Linked DNA regions of Mus musculus: region 1 is linked to region 2. Evidence: chromatin contacts called from public Hi-C data. All regions are on one chromosome and are shown on one strand. The core of a region is the stretch at or near the end of the contact, and the rest is flanking DNA. Distances in the headings are between cores, read along the strand shown. Region 1 overlaps 4930593A02Rik (RIKEN cDNA 4930593A02 gene). Region 2 overlaps Siah2 (siah E3 ubiquitin protein ligase 2).

Region 1 (7,285 bases), core at 165-2,664, 110 kb before region 2:
ATTTTTTGAAATATCAACTTTGCTCTGTCTAGTTTTGCATCACTTTGACACAAGTTTGACACAAGCTGGAGTCACTTGGGAAGAGGGATTCTTAATTAAGAAAATGTCTCTCTAGGCTTCCCTGTACACAGCTTATTAGTGCATTCTCTTCATTATTGATTGATGTGGGATGGCCCAGCCCATTGTGGGTGGTGCAGTCCCTGGACAGGTAGTCCTGAGTGCTATTTGAAAGCTGGCTGAACAAGCCATGGGGAGCAAGCCAGTACGCATCACTCCTCCGTAGCCTCTGCATGGGCTCCTGCTTCCTTCCAGGCTGCTGCTCCAGTTACTGCTTGGACTTCTTGATGATAGATTTCAAGCTGTGAATTAAAATAAACCCTTTCATCCTCAGGTTGCTTTTGGTCATGATGTTTTATCACAGCTCTATAAACCCTAAGACAAACCTAGACTAGTATGTCACTCAGAATAATAGTACACTATCAGAGGAGAAACATGGAAACAATTCTTTAAGTTTAAGCTTACTGATGTCACTAGACCAGATAGTACTAGGCAAGGGGCAGGCAGGTGTGGGGTTCCTCATCTTTCAGAAACAGCCCAAAGCAACTGGATGAGACTTGCATTGCCCTGTCCAGATCATAGAACTTTTAGTCACACCTGGACCTAACCTTACCTTGAACATAAATAAGAAACAATAAGTATATATTATCAACTGTCATAATTACTATGAGACATTACCATTCATTCATTCATTCATTCATTCAATTTTTCTAGTCTCCGTGTCATTTTTGACCAAAATATCTGAAAACAGCTTAAGGAATTCTTTTTTTTTTTTTTTTTTTTTTTTTTTTTTTTTTTTTTTTTTTGCTCATTGTCTCATAGGTTTCCAGCACGGTAAGGAAGCTAAAGCCGAACAGAGAAGTTCATATCAAGATGGACAGGATATTAGAAGGGGTCAGGGAAGTACACAGCTTCAAGGATACATGGTCAGTGATCTTCCTCCACCTTGATGCAATTTCCCAGTTTCCAGAACCTCCCCCAAATAGCGCCCCCAACTGGGGGTCAAGTGTATAATATGGATCTATAGGGGCCATTTCCTTCCGTGTACCAGCCGCCTCCTACGTCTCGTGGGGTTTATGCTTTCCTGAAACGATGGCATGAGTCGAAAACCCACCACACTGATTCGAAACTGAAAACTGAGGTTAGTGTTTAGAAGGGAGGGAGTGTGGTATGCCAATCTTATTTTAAAAACTGGGATAAGGCATCTCCTAAGAAGTCAGCTTAGGCTGAGCAGAGGTAACTGGGTGACGAGCTGGATGACGAACGAGTGGGTATGACGCTCTGTGGAGGGTTTGCCAGAACAAAGGAGAAGCCAACAGGACCGATGTGCAGAGAACAAGGTGCAGAGAGGGTGAGAAACAGCTGGACTGGCAGGCAAGGCACCACATGGCATTCTACACTAGGGGGCGCGAGGATCTAGAAGGATTTTAATAGGCCTGGCAGGATTTGCATTTTGAACAAATGCCTTGGTGTGAAAACAGACTGGCAAGAGCCCAGAGTGCGTGCAGAGACTAGCTGGATGGTTGTCAGGACTGTGTGGCTGAGGATGATATGAGCAGATTGAGGGCAGTTACCGGAGACTGACTTTGTTCCCTCGCTAAAAAGAGGGAGGAAAAGGTAGGTATGTAGAGAGCAGAGGGGAGAGGGAGACTCTCTTCCCACTGGCTAGAGTTAGTTTGGACTTCACAGGGCCTGAACCAATGCTGAGGGACATGATAAAAATCAAAGGAACTTGCATGATGTAAGACCTCTAAGGGACCTCTCAGAGGACAAACAGACCTTATATAAAATATAGGCATTTCCAGCATGGTAATTGTTTAAGTTTACATTTGTAAATATTCTGGTCTGACATTCTTTGGGAAAGAGGAAAGGGAGAGAGGGAAAGACAAGGGAGAGAAAAAGAGAGCGAGGAGAGAGAGGGAGAGAGGAGGAGGAGAGAAAAAAGGAACTTAGAGAGGAGAAAGGGGAGGCTGATTTTACGTGGGGGGAAAGGCTTCCCAAAAACCCACAGGAGTCAGTCTGAGCAGCAGAACACAAGCACTAGTGAAAGAGAAGTCACGGTGGAAACAAACAGCCCAGACCCTAGAGGAGGTCAGAAAAGCCCAAGTGCAGCAGTGGTACACTTCTAGGTGTTTCCATCTGGCTTGCTACTAGTCTGTGTGTCCATCCGGGGTGTGGGTCAGTGGTGGAACATTTGTCTCACATCGCATTCCATCCCTACCACTCAAGGGAAAAAAAAAAGCCCGACTTCAGGAGAATAAATGAAAAAACAGATTGCAGAAATGCATCCTGTCGCACATCCCTAAGGCACCATTAGTGGTCACCAGACACAATCTAAATAACAGGTAGTTTTAGTAAGTGATTGTGTTAAAAATCAGAGAGGACCAGGTTTAGATTCAACCCATTATTTTCAGATTATCGAGTTCCAATTACTTTAGTAACTTACTTATTTATGAGGCATAGGGTCTTATGGATCCCATCCAGGCTGGCCTTGAACTCTCTGTAGCTGAGGCTGGCCTTGAGGTTCTGCTCCTCGTGCCTTTGCCTCCTGACTGTGGGGATTACAGACAAGTACCACCAAGCCTGGTTTATAGAGTTGGAGATTTGACCCGGTGTTTCATGGATGCTAAGCGAGCACTCTGCCAACTGAGACATACCCTCATCTCTACAGTTTAATCATATTTAAAATATTCATCTCATATATCTTTCCAAAAAAGGACTTGGGGTGGATGGTATATGCTAAACTTCCACAAAACTTTGTGTCATTTTCTTTCCTTCGGTAACTGAACGACGAAGAAAGTGTTTTCAGTGCTGTCCACAAGGTGGTGCTATGAGAGTGGTATTTTCAATCGGATTATCAAGTATAATTATCTAGGTAAAGGTGAGCAAGTTACACACACACAGACATACACACACACTAAATGCATTTTTAAAATACAATAAACCCATGCAATAGAATATTTTCTGAAATAAAAAGGAATAACATATGTAGATGACCACATTGTAGTTGGCTATCCCATAGATGACCTTGAAAAAGTATGCCAAGTGAAAGACCACACATCATACAAGCTAGTATATATTAAATTACTATAACAGACAAAGGTAGAGGATAAACAATGATTGGCTGTTTCCTAAGGTTGGAGAAAGGGCAGAAATGTGGTGTGGGGGGAGGATTGGAACTGGTTATGGTCTCTTTGGGAGTTGATCATGACATTCTAAAACTGGGCTGAGACTCAAACCCTGCAAGCATTCCCTGCTACACAAGCCACCCTTGCCAGGGAACCAGGTAGATTGCAGATCTTCTCTCCCTCAGGCCCTCCATGCCCAGTCCCAGCGCTGCAACCCTCCACCTGCTGCAGCCTTCCCTCTCCTTCTACCTGCCCACAGCTCTTGTGGATCCCACAGACCCTCCCCTTTCACCTCTGTTGGCAGTTAGTCTAGGCTCCGCCCCACAGTTACCTGGCAACAGCCCGGTGTACCTGACTTACTATATAAAGGGCTGCTTGCCCACTCCTCTCTCTCTTGCTCTCTTGCTCCTACTCCTTTCTCTTCTCCTCTTGCTCCTGCTCCTTACACTCTCTCCCCATCCCCCCACCTTTCTCCACGTGCTTTCCACATGCTCATAGCCTGCCTCTACTCCCTTTCTCTCTGCCCTTTTCTGTCTCTACTACCCACTCAACTCCCCTCCCCATGCTCAGAATAAACTCTATTCCATACTATGCCATCCTGTGGCTGGTCTCTCAGGGGGGACGGGAAGCCTCGGCGTGGGCCCACGGAGGCATTTCCTGGCATCTCCTTTCCCCCACACCATACTGAGCCTCCACCAAACATATTCCTTCTTTCTCTTTCTTTTTATAAAACACAACAACCTCCCTGCCAAACTCATTGCTTTATTCTAGCCCCTAGTGCCAGCAGCCTCACCACCTCCAGCTAGCCCAAAGGCAAGTCCTGTCAGGAGAACAGGTAGCCAATCTGCAATCTTCACCTTTCCTACCTCTCCTCCAGTCTCTAACCCCACAGTCTCACACCCTGCTGTGGTCTCCCTTTACCCTCTGAACCCATCCCAAGGAGATCACAAAGATCTTCTCCTCCCATGTTCCCAGCCTCCAATGCTAGCAGCCATTCCTGAGCACATGCCTGCTGAGCAGGTCAAGGATACAGATTCAATCCACTAGTCTCAACACCAGCATGGGAACAGAACTTCTCTTCACTGTCTATCCCCTTTGCAAGGAGATCAAATAAATAGATCCTGATTGAACACTTCACTCTCCCTCCCTCTGTAAACCTTTCTGGAGCCTAGTCCCATAAGTGTCATCTCCTAATACCCTAAAGCACATGTGACCTGAAACTTCCACAACTATTAGGTCCATAGAAAATGTCCTACAAGGCAATACGCAGCCACCACATTCTCTTAAAATCCAGAGAGGAAACAGAAACCAAGGAACAAAGCATCTATGAAACAAAGGCAAAACCAGAAATCACCTAGACCTGTAATCATACACATCCCAGATGCTCAGATGCCACTGTAAAAACACAATAATACTAGGAGCAATATGTCTTCCAGTAGAGCCCAACACTGCTACCACAGCCAGCCCAGGATATTCCAATATACCTGACAAACAGAAAAAGACTGAAAACAGCCTGTATGTAGATGATAGGATCCCTTAAAGGAGAAATGAATAGAGCAATCCAAAAAAAAATCAAACAAAACAAAAAACAGTAGGAAGAAATGAATAAGCCCTTTAAATAAGTCCAAGAAAACAAACATAAAAAGCAAATAAAACTATTCAAGACCAGAAAATAAAAGTGCAATCAATAAGAAACCCCTAACTGAGGAATTCTAGAAATGAGAAATTTAGGAATTCAAACAGGAATCTGCCAAGGCCTGTTTCACCAACAAAACACAAGAGATGGAAGAGAGAATCTCAGTCGTTGAGGGTACATAGAATAAACAAAGAAAAATGCTACATCTAAAAACTTTCTGATACAAAATATCCTAGAAATCTGAGACACTATGAAAAGACCAACTTTAAAAATAATAGGAATAGAGGGAGGAGAAGAAGAAGGAGGAGGAGAAGGAGGAGAAGGAGGAGGAGAAATACAAGTCAAAAGCACAGAAAAATATTTTCAACAAAATCATAGAAGAAAGGAGATAAAAGTACAAGAATATAAAACATGGAATAGATTAGATCAGAAAAGAAAGTCCCCTTGCCACATAATAATCAAAATGCTAAACCTACCAAGCAAAAGAAGGAAAAGTAAACACTGAGAGGAAAAAAAAAAAAAAAAAAAAACCAAGTAACAAATAAAGTCCGACTTATTAGCATTACACTTGACTTCTCAATGGAGACTCTAAAAGCCAGAAGGGCCTGAAGAGATGTGCTGCAGACTCTGAGACCATAGATACCAGCCCAGATACCTATACCCATCAAAACTTTCAGTCACCATAGAGAGAGAAAATAAAACACTCTATGATAAATCCAGACTTACGCAACATTTACAAATCCAGCCCTATAAGAATTTCTTGAAGGAAAACTCCAGTCTAAAGAGGTTAACTACAACCATGAAAACACAGGGAATAAATAACCTCAGACCAGCAAAGTCAAAAGAAGGAAAACACATACACACAGTCAACACCACCAACAAAATAACAGGAATCAACAATCATTGGCCATTGAGACCACCAGCGGTCTGGTCTCAATTTCCCAATAAAAAGACAGAGACTAACAGAATGGATACAAAAACAGTAGCTATCCTTCTGCTGCATCCAAAAACCACACGTCCACATCAAAAAATAGACAGTATCTCAGGTTAAAGGGTTGGAAAGATATTCCAAGCAAATGGGCCTAAAAAGAAAGCTAGTGTGGCCATTTTAATATCTAACAAAATAGACTTTAAACTCAAACTAATCAGAAGAGATAGGAAAGGCCACTACATATTCATCAAAGCAAAAGTCCACTAAGAAGATATTGCAATTCATAATATCTTTGTCCCAAGTACAAAGGCACCCAAGTTTGTCAAAGAAACACTACAGTAGCTTAAATTACATTTTGACACTGGACACCGATAGTGGGAGACTTCAAAACCCCAATCTCACCAATAGACAGGTCATAGAGACAAAAAATAAACAGAGAAATGTTAGAGCTTACAGATGTTATGAACCAAATGGACCTAACAGATATTTGGAGAATATTTCACCCAAGTACAAAATACACCTTCTTCTCTGAATCTCATGAGATATTTTTCCCCTAAAAATTGACCACATACTCAGATCTAAAGCAAGCTCCAACAGATACAAGAAAATTGAAATAACACCATGCACCTATCAGACCACCACAGATTAAATCTTGATATCAGTAACAACAGAAACAGCAGAAAACTTACAAAACTCATGGAAACTGAACAATTTTCTACTGAATGAAAAATGGGTCAAGAAAGGAATTAAAGACTTTCCAGAATTGAATGAAAATGAATGCACAACATACCCAAACTTATCAGACACAATTAAGGCTGCTCTAAGATGCAAGTTCACAGCACTAAGTGCCTACATAAAGAAAATGGAGTGATCTCATACCAGCAACTTAACAGCACACCTAAAGGCTCTAGAATTTAAAGAAGAAATCACACCCAAAAGAAGTAGATGCAAAGAAATAATCAAGCCTAGGGCTGAAATCAATAAAGTGAAAACAAAGAGAACATTACAAAGAATCAATGGAACAAAGACTTGATTCTTTTAGGAAATCAATAAGATTGACAAGCCCTTATCTAAATTAACTACAATGTGGTGAGAAAATATTCAAATTAACAAAATCAGGAATGAAAAGGGGAAAGTAACAACAGACACGGATCAAAATTTACAGAAAGCTAAGGACATACTTTAAAAAGCTGTAGTCACCCTATAGGTGGAACAACATTATGAACTAACCAGTACCCCGGAGCTCTTGACTCTAGCTGCATATGTATCAAAAGATGGCCTAGGCGGCCATCACTGGAAAGAGAGGCCCATTGGACACGCAAACTTTATATGCCCCAGTACAGGGGAACGCCAGGGCCAAAAAAGGGGAGTGGGTGGGTAGGGGAGTGGGGGTGGGTGGCTATGGGGGACTTTTGGTATAGCATTGGAAATGTAAATGAGCTAAATACCTAATAAAAAATGGAAAAAAAATAAAAACAATATTAAAAATAAAAAATAAATAAATAAATAAAAAGCTGTAGTCAATCGAATTGG
Region 2 (6,744 bases), core at 1,845-4,344:
GGTCCATTCATGATGGCGTGGCTGCAGCCATCATGAACAGTGACTGTCTTGTTTTTGACACAGCCATAGCACATCTCTTTGCAGATAATGGGAACCTTGGAATCAATGTCACGATATCTACATGCTGTCAGTGAGGCTCCAGGAGGCTTTCCTAACCCTGGGAAGTTATTTGGGCATAGCGCTCTATGTTTAATAAAGGTTTTTTAATAGATGTTTTATTCAGTACATCTTCCCGAGGCGAGACCCACAACTGTCCTATGTTTTATTTAAATGATAGCTTCCTGTCTGGCACTGATGAATCTAAGTTCACCGAACTGTGATAATCGGAGTTGGCCTGTTAGTAATTTGGAGGTGGTTCGGTGATCTCAAATCAACTCTATTCTATTTCCTTCCTGAACAGCTCTTGACAGATCGCTCAGGGCTGCCTCCCCCTGCCTCATCCTGAGCCAACAAAAGCACAGTGACTTTCCTGAGAGTCCCGTTATTTCTAGGAGGTAGCAGTTGCTTTAATACCTTTCAGGCTGGGTATTTACACAGAATCACCTGTAGTACTCATCTCCAACACAGAGCTAGAGAATCAACAGAGTTGAGCAACCTCCTCATCTCAGAGTTTGAGGATTACTGGCTTGAATTGTGGGCAAGGGTCCAGGATCTAAAGGTGCTTTAAGGCGTCCTCTGCTGACACTGTTGGTCTCTACTGTCCGTCCTCAGCCTCTGCACACACCACATGGAGACCAGAACTCTAAATCCATGGGGATGCAACCCCTGGGGTTGGCCTGCTTTCAGGCGCTCAGTGAGTTGAGAGTTCTCACAGTTAGTTGTTGCTCACCATAGTACGGATGACTTGTTTACATATGGCTTCCCTTGGAAGCCCTCCTTGACTGTAACTGATGTGAGAGACTAGATCAGTGCTTGGGAGAACTTGATAACCAGTGTCACATGCTTGCCATTTTAAAAGCATGTGTCAGTTGTGTGGGTTTAGTTTTTGTTGTTTTTGTTTTTATCTTTACATACGCGCACACACATACACACACACTTTAATTTTTTAATAAAATTTTTTCAATAAATGAATGTCATGCTTCATTTTCTGCTTGAATCGTATGTATCTATTGCACATCTACTGTGGACAGATGCAGAAGTCTCCACCACTACCTCTAGAGCTAGTACATCCAGCAAAGCCGCTGGTCCAAGGTTGGGGACAGCAGCCCATAGGTCTAAACCCAGTCAGTGTTATGCGTTGTCACTAGTGATGTGGGTCTCATCTCCAGGATTGTTTGCTGTCTGACTGCCAGCTGTGAGAAAACACACAACTCCCATTTTCCAAAATTACAAAGAGGAGGCATGGTTAGTGTTGGGGCCAGAAATGATGAGGCCAACCATGGTGCACGCTCTCTCCTTCCAAGCCCAGTGTCCCAAAACAATTCACATTAGCCCTGAACTTTGTTCCAGAATTCAGCGTCTCCTCAGTGAGGTGATTAAGCTAACAGAAGAGCAGTTGGGAGTGATGGCTCCGGAGCTGTCCATGTTTTCTAAGAGAGACACATGTTAAGCTTTAATCACAGAGTTCTGGCAGGTAAGGAAGTTGGCTGGTTTTATGCCAACTTGACACCCACCAAATTTGCCTGTGGTAATTTTATTAAGGTTGATGTGGGAGTATCCAGCTCGCTATGGACAGTTCCACCCCTGGGCTGGTGGTCCTGAGGGCTGAACACGCCAATAAGCAGAACTTCTCCATGGCCTCTTAGCCCCTCCTTGTCTTCAGGTTTCTGCCATGCTTCAATTCCTGCCTTGAAATCCATCAGTTATGGACTCTGATATGGAAGCATAAGAAAAATAAGCCCTTTACTCCTCAAGGTGCTTGTGTATATGGTGTTCTATCAAAGTAATAGAAACCTTAAGTAAAACCGTTGCTAAGGTAAATTATAGGCTATTCTTCAAATGAAGAGTAAAAAGATCTGTACAAAAGTAGATAATGATATATTTTGGAAGTGAAGAAAAACCGCTGTTGGCACTAAGTACATCACATCTCCCACTGGCAGAGGTAAGCCAGCTTCCAGGAGCAGGTAGGGGCCCATCTCCTCCCATGATACCCAGGCAGTGTGAGTATAAAAAAGCTGAGCCTGTCAGCAGTTGCTTCCTATATAACCCTTCATGTTACTACTGAAATCGGGACTCTGTGGCCAACAGTGCAGGAAAGAAAAAGCTATGAGCAAGGCCTGAAAGGAGGAGATGGAGAAACAGCATGTTAAATGCAAAGTGGGTGAGGAGGGGTAGCCACCATAGTGGCCAGCGACGTGGGTCCTGGAGTTCAGGCGTGCTAATTCCCCATGCCCCTCAGGATAGGATTTAATGAAGGTTAATAAACCTGTGGACAACTGCGCTCTTCCAGTTAGAAGGCCCCACAATCTGATGAGATCACCAACCATGACCTGTCTACTCGCTGGCGTTCCAGAAATTATATTTTCTAACAGAGAAAGAAGAAAAAAAAAAAAAAAAGGCTGGCTGAGAATCCACAGATTATAATAGGAATGCAAGAGGAAGTGAGAAAGATGTAAGTCAGAACTGGCTCTTAACAAACAGAATAACCAATAATTGTCAAGAAGTCAGCATGTGATCTATTTGCCATATTTTTAAAAAATGTAAGATTTCTTCTCCTTTGTCCTTTGCCGGTGATTAAAACATGGCTGATTGGGCAGTGGTGGATTCAGCCTGTGTTGTGTGGCGCTCTGATACATTTATGCAATGGTTCTCAAAAGGACAAGAGAAGAAAATATTCTGTCTTTTTTTTTTTAAATAAACGAAATCTGAGATCTGGAGCTCCCCACTGACACCATCATCATCATTGCTGGGGAGGATTTGGTCTGTGTCTCTGAAACATGGTTTTAGAAGCTAGGTGCAGCAGGAATGACAGAAAACTTGAGAGAGGTCCCTGAGGGCAACAGCCATCTTGGATTCTCAGATACAACCTCGGGTTCCAGCAGTTACATCCCTACTAAAAGCGGCCAGGGTTATATGAGTACCACACAACTCCCTTACGCATGCCCAGAATATCACTGGAGGGAATCATCTCTGTACTAATGCCATTAAGGTTCTTGGAACTTGCCATGGGGCCAGCACTGTGACCCTAAATCAGCCCCAAGGCTACAATTCCTAACTAGCAACATTAGAAGGACTGTTTTCTGAATGTTGTATCTAGTGCTAACTTCTGTGAGAGGACATTCAACTTGAGCTAAAGCAGACAGACCATGCAGGCAGCCTCTGCAGGAAGTGACTCTGGGATGCCAGGGATGTCTGTGACTGGTGGATCACATTTCAGCTGAGTCAGAGCTGCAGGTGCGACCTGGGCACAGAGACCAGCTTTGCTTTGTAGTCCTCCACTCATAGAGTCTGGCCTTGACCCCTGCTTGAACCATGAAGCCACCCATTGTCACAATCTTTAAAACAAACCACCTGCTACTCACTTGAGGCTTAAAATGTACTTTCAATGAATACTGTTCATTTGCCTTAAAGTCTCCAAATGACAAAAAGAACATGGAGTCTGTGGACACCAACGCCATCGCTGTTACCAATTTAAGAATGAATGAATGAATGAATGAATGAATGAATATAAATGTGCAGGGCTTCCTGCAATGTCAAAGATTAGAGCTTCCAAGTAAGGCTGAGTGAAGGCCCTGTGAGCCAGGGAAGGAGACAGTCAGAATACAAACAGACAACTGCAGAGAGAGAAATAGAGAAAGGGCTTCCAAAATTCAAAAAGGAAGTAAAGGATACCAGAAATGTGTAAGGGGTGGGGTGGGGGACCATGACACTGAGAAGGAAGTGAAACGGCTGTAATTCCCCTTGGGTCTGGGGTGGGGTGGGGAGTGGAAGTGGGCAGGAGCCACTTCCAAGAGCTAAGCCGGATGAAAGCTGGCCTGTGAGTACAACACTCCAGACAGGCCCACGCCCCCGTGCCCATGCCCCTAGTCATTCTAGAAGCCAATTGCAAGTTTTGGAAGGGCTGGTTCTCAACTGGTCAGGGAAAGAGATCTCATGCTGTGCGATGAGTGTGGGAGTCTTGAGAAAAGCTGTTCTTGAGAACCGAGCTACCCAGGGGGCCAAAGACTGGAACCTTGAAGTTGGAGAGCTTCAGTTTGTCCTGGGACAGCCCCTGACTGAGGCAGCTGGAGAAGGCAGGGGGCCAGACACTGACAACATGCAAGGTGCAAGCAGCCTGAGACTGCCTTACACTGGGAAGGGGTGGGGGAAAGCTGGCCATCTGGGAACAGATCTCAACTGAGAATAACCCTTGAACTTGAGGGCTTTGAACCTGAGGCCAGCTGGGAGTTCTGGATCTTGGGGATTGAATTAAAGTCACTAAGCTTTGGTGGCCAGTGCTTCTACCCCAGGAGCTGTCTCTCCAGCCCCTCTTTAAAAAAAAAAAAAAAAAGCAAAAAAAAACTTCATATTTTTAATCTCTTGCTCCTTTTTCTTCCCCTCCATACTACTTTCCACTCTCCTCCTTTCGCTTACAGGACCCTGCTTTGCTCTTGGCTCCATCCCGTCTCCTTCCCTTATCTTGTGCTCAAGATCTTCACACTGGCATCAACAGTGTTCAACTTCAAGGCACCTTGTGCCGCAGTCCGGTCACTTTCCATGGCGTGGTCGGGCTGTGAACTGTGTTAAATGCGCCTGTACAGCTTCTGTGGTTTCACGCCACTAGGTCAGTTTGTTTCCATCCTTGATGAGTGGTACTACTCGAGACTGAGCCTTCCAAAGTAGACTGGGAGGAGGCACATGCCTTTAATCCCAAGACTGAGGAGAAGAGGGCAGGCAGATCAAAGTAATCGGTCACTTTCTGATTGGATGTATGTCCTGTTCCACAAGCTCTGCCTGGAACCACTAACTAGGCCAACTAAGCCATGGCTACCTAAGTCGGCTATTCTCCTGAGTGGACATAGAAATGAATTTCCAACTAAGTTCTTGCTCTTAGTCCCATAGAGTAGGGCATCCTTCAGCCCCCGTCAGAAAAGCTGCTTTTGAAGTAGACGGCAATGAGTACAGAGGCCCACCATTGATCTGTATGCAGAGAATAAAAGACTGTGGATTGCTCAGCTCTAAATGGGGCATCTATAGTCACCTCCCCTCCAAGGCTCTGGGATCGTTGTGTTGGAGCAGGTGGGAAATTTTTTAAGAGCATGGGTGGTAGAGGTTTGCAGTGACTTCTAGGCATGGCAGGGCTGGTACACTCACAAACTCACGTCGGCTAGGACTCCATACTCAAGACCTGCACAAAATTAAAACTAGAAAGAAAGAAGAAAGGGAGGGAGGGAGGAAAGAAGGAAGGAAGGGAGGGAGGGGAGGGAGGGAGGGAGGGAGGGAGGGAGGGAGGGAGGGAGGGAGGGAGGGAGGGAGGGAGGGAGGAAGGGGCAATTCATGGGTGCTGGTGATTGAGAGCCTTTTGGGATGTGTTCCTGGAGATGCTGCTCGTACGCCAGTAGATGGTCCTACAACCATGCTCATTACAGGCGAGCACTAAGTAGACTTGGTGAGCTTAAAACAAAGTGCATGAAAGAAAGTATAAGAATCCAAATAGGAAAGAAAGAAGTCAAATTATCCCAACATATAGATGACTTAAAGCTACACTTAAAAGAGCTCAAATGTTATCCCCTTCCCTGGTTTCCCCTCCAGAAACCCCCTATCCCATCCTCCCTCCCCCTGCTTCTATGAGAATGCTCCTCCACCCATCCACCCAATCCTGCCTCCCTGCCCTGGTGTTCCCTTATACTCGGGCATTGAGCCTTCAGAGGGCCAAGGGTCTCTCCTCCCACTGATACCCAACAAGGCCATCCTCTACTACATATGCAGCTGGAGCCATGGGTCGCTCCATGTGTACTCCTTGGTTGGTGGTTTAGTCCTCCTCCTGGAAATTTTTAGATCTCATATACACTTGTAAGAAAGTAGCATACAGAATTGCAACAAAGTCAACATACAAAGATAAATAGTTCTGTGTACCAATAAGAACATGCCAAGAAAGAAATCCATGAAAAAAAATCCTATTCACAATAACTTTGAAAACAAGACTGGGAGAGAGGTCTCTGTGAGAAGCTGTGAAAGTGAAGCCTCATTTGCATAGAAGACTCCAAGATGTTGGAGATTCCAGAGCTATGGGGGTACCTGCCAAGGAAAGTTCCAGACAGTGTGTGGAACCCACCCAGGAGAGAGGAGTGTGGTGCAGGCAGCAAACCTGGAATGGAAACCTCCTTTGCCGTCAGACACAGAGATGTAGAATTCGGAGGCTGACCTGCTGGGCTTCAGTCTTGCTTTATCCCAGTGATTCCTCACTGTGCCCCCTTTCTTCTTTAATGTATCTTCCATACCATTGTGCGTTGGAAGTATGTCACTTACTTTTTTACTTTATAGGGGGTTACAAGTAGAGAGATTGTCTTGAGACTCTGATACATTTGGACTTTTAAATAGTGTTGAGGCTGTGAACGACTATGGAGACTTTTGAAGTTGGGCTGAATGCATTTTGCATTGTGATATGGCTATAAGCCTATGATGGCCAGGGCATAGAATGTGGTGTGCTGAATGAGAGTAGCTCCCAAAGGCTCATATGTTTGAATACTTAGTCTCCAGTCAAAGGAACTGTTTGAAAAGAATGAGGAGTTGTGGCCTTGTTAGAGGAAGTGTGTAACTGAAGTGTGTCAGTCTCTCTCTCTCTCTCTCTCTCTCTCTCTCTCTCAATCAGAATATAGTGCTCAG

What was found. A called contact is a pair of places that touch in the nucleus more often than the background predicts.
Region 1: a Hi-C map of cerebral cortex shows a contact between it and region 2, with 2.4 times the contacts expected there. The contact joins two enhancer-like sites. A contact is called at or near these places in 1 of 39 promoter capture datasets (hippocampal neurons), 21 of 484 Hi-C or Micro-C datasets (B cells, B-cell progenitors, the C10 cell line and 17 more), 9 of 115 datasets of contacts at active chromatin or transcription factors (the 230-238 cell line, embryonic forebrain, embryonic stem cells and 4 more) and 4 of 9 other capture datasets (adipose tissue, embryonic stem cells, liver and 1 more).

Annotation. Positions count from the first base shown.
Region 1 is chr3:58,780,245-58,787,529 of GRCm38.p6, reverse strand. All of the region lies in intron 8 of 4930593A02Rik (RIKEN cDNA 4930593A02 gene), which reads right to left. Among named protein-coding and RNA genes, the nearest start is that of Gm40059, 41 kb to the left of the region's middle. Within about 2 kb of position 1,414, at least 25 of the 459 cell types and tissues checked have an H3K27ac peak or open chromatin away from gene starts, as enhancers often do. A contact at or near this core is called in cerebral cortex, where this site is marked.
Region 2 is chr3:58,669,276-58,676,019 of GRCm38.p6, reverse strand. Siah2 (siah E3 ubiquitin protein ligase 2) reads left to right here. Exons shown (of 2, transcript NM_009174.3): 2 at 1-1,071. The coding sequence ends at 134. Among named protein-coding and RNA genes, the nearest start is that of Siah2, 20 kb to the left of the region's middle. Within about 2 kb of position 3,094, at least 79 of the 459 cell types and tissues checked have an H3K27ac peak or open chromatin away from gene starts, as enhancers often do. A contact at or near this core is called in cerebral cortex, where this site is marked.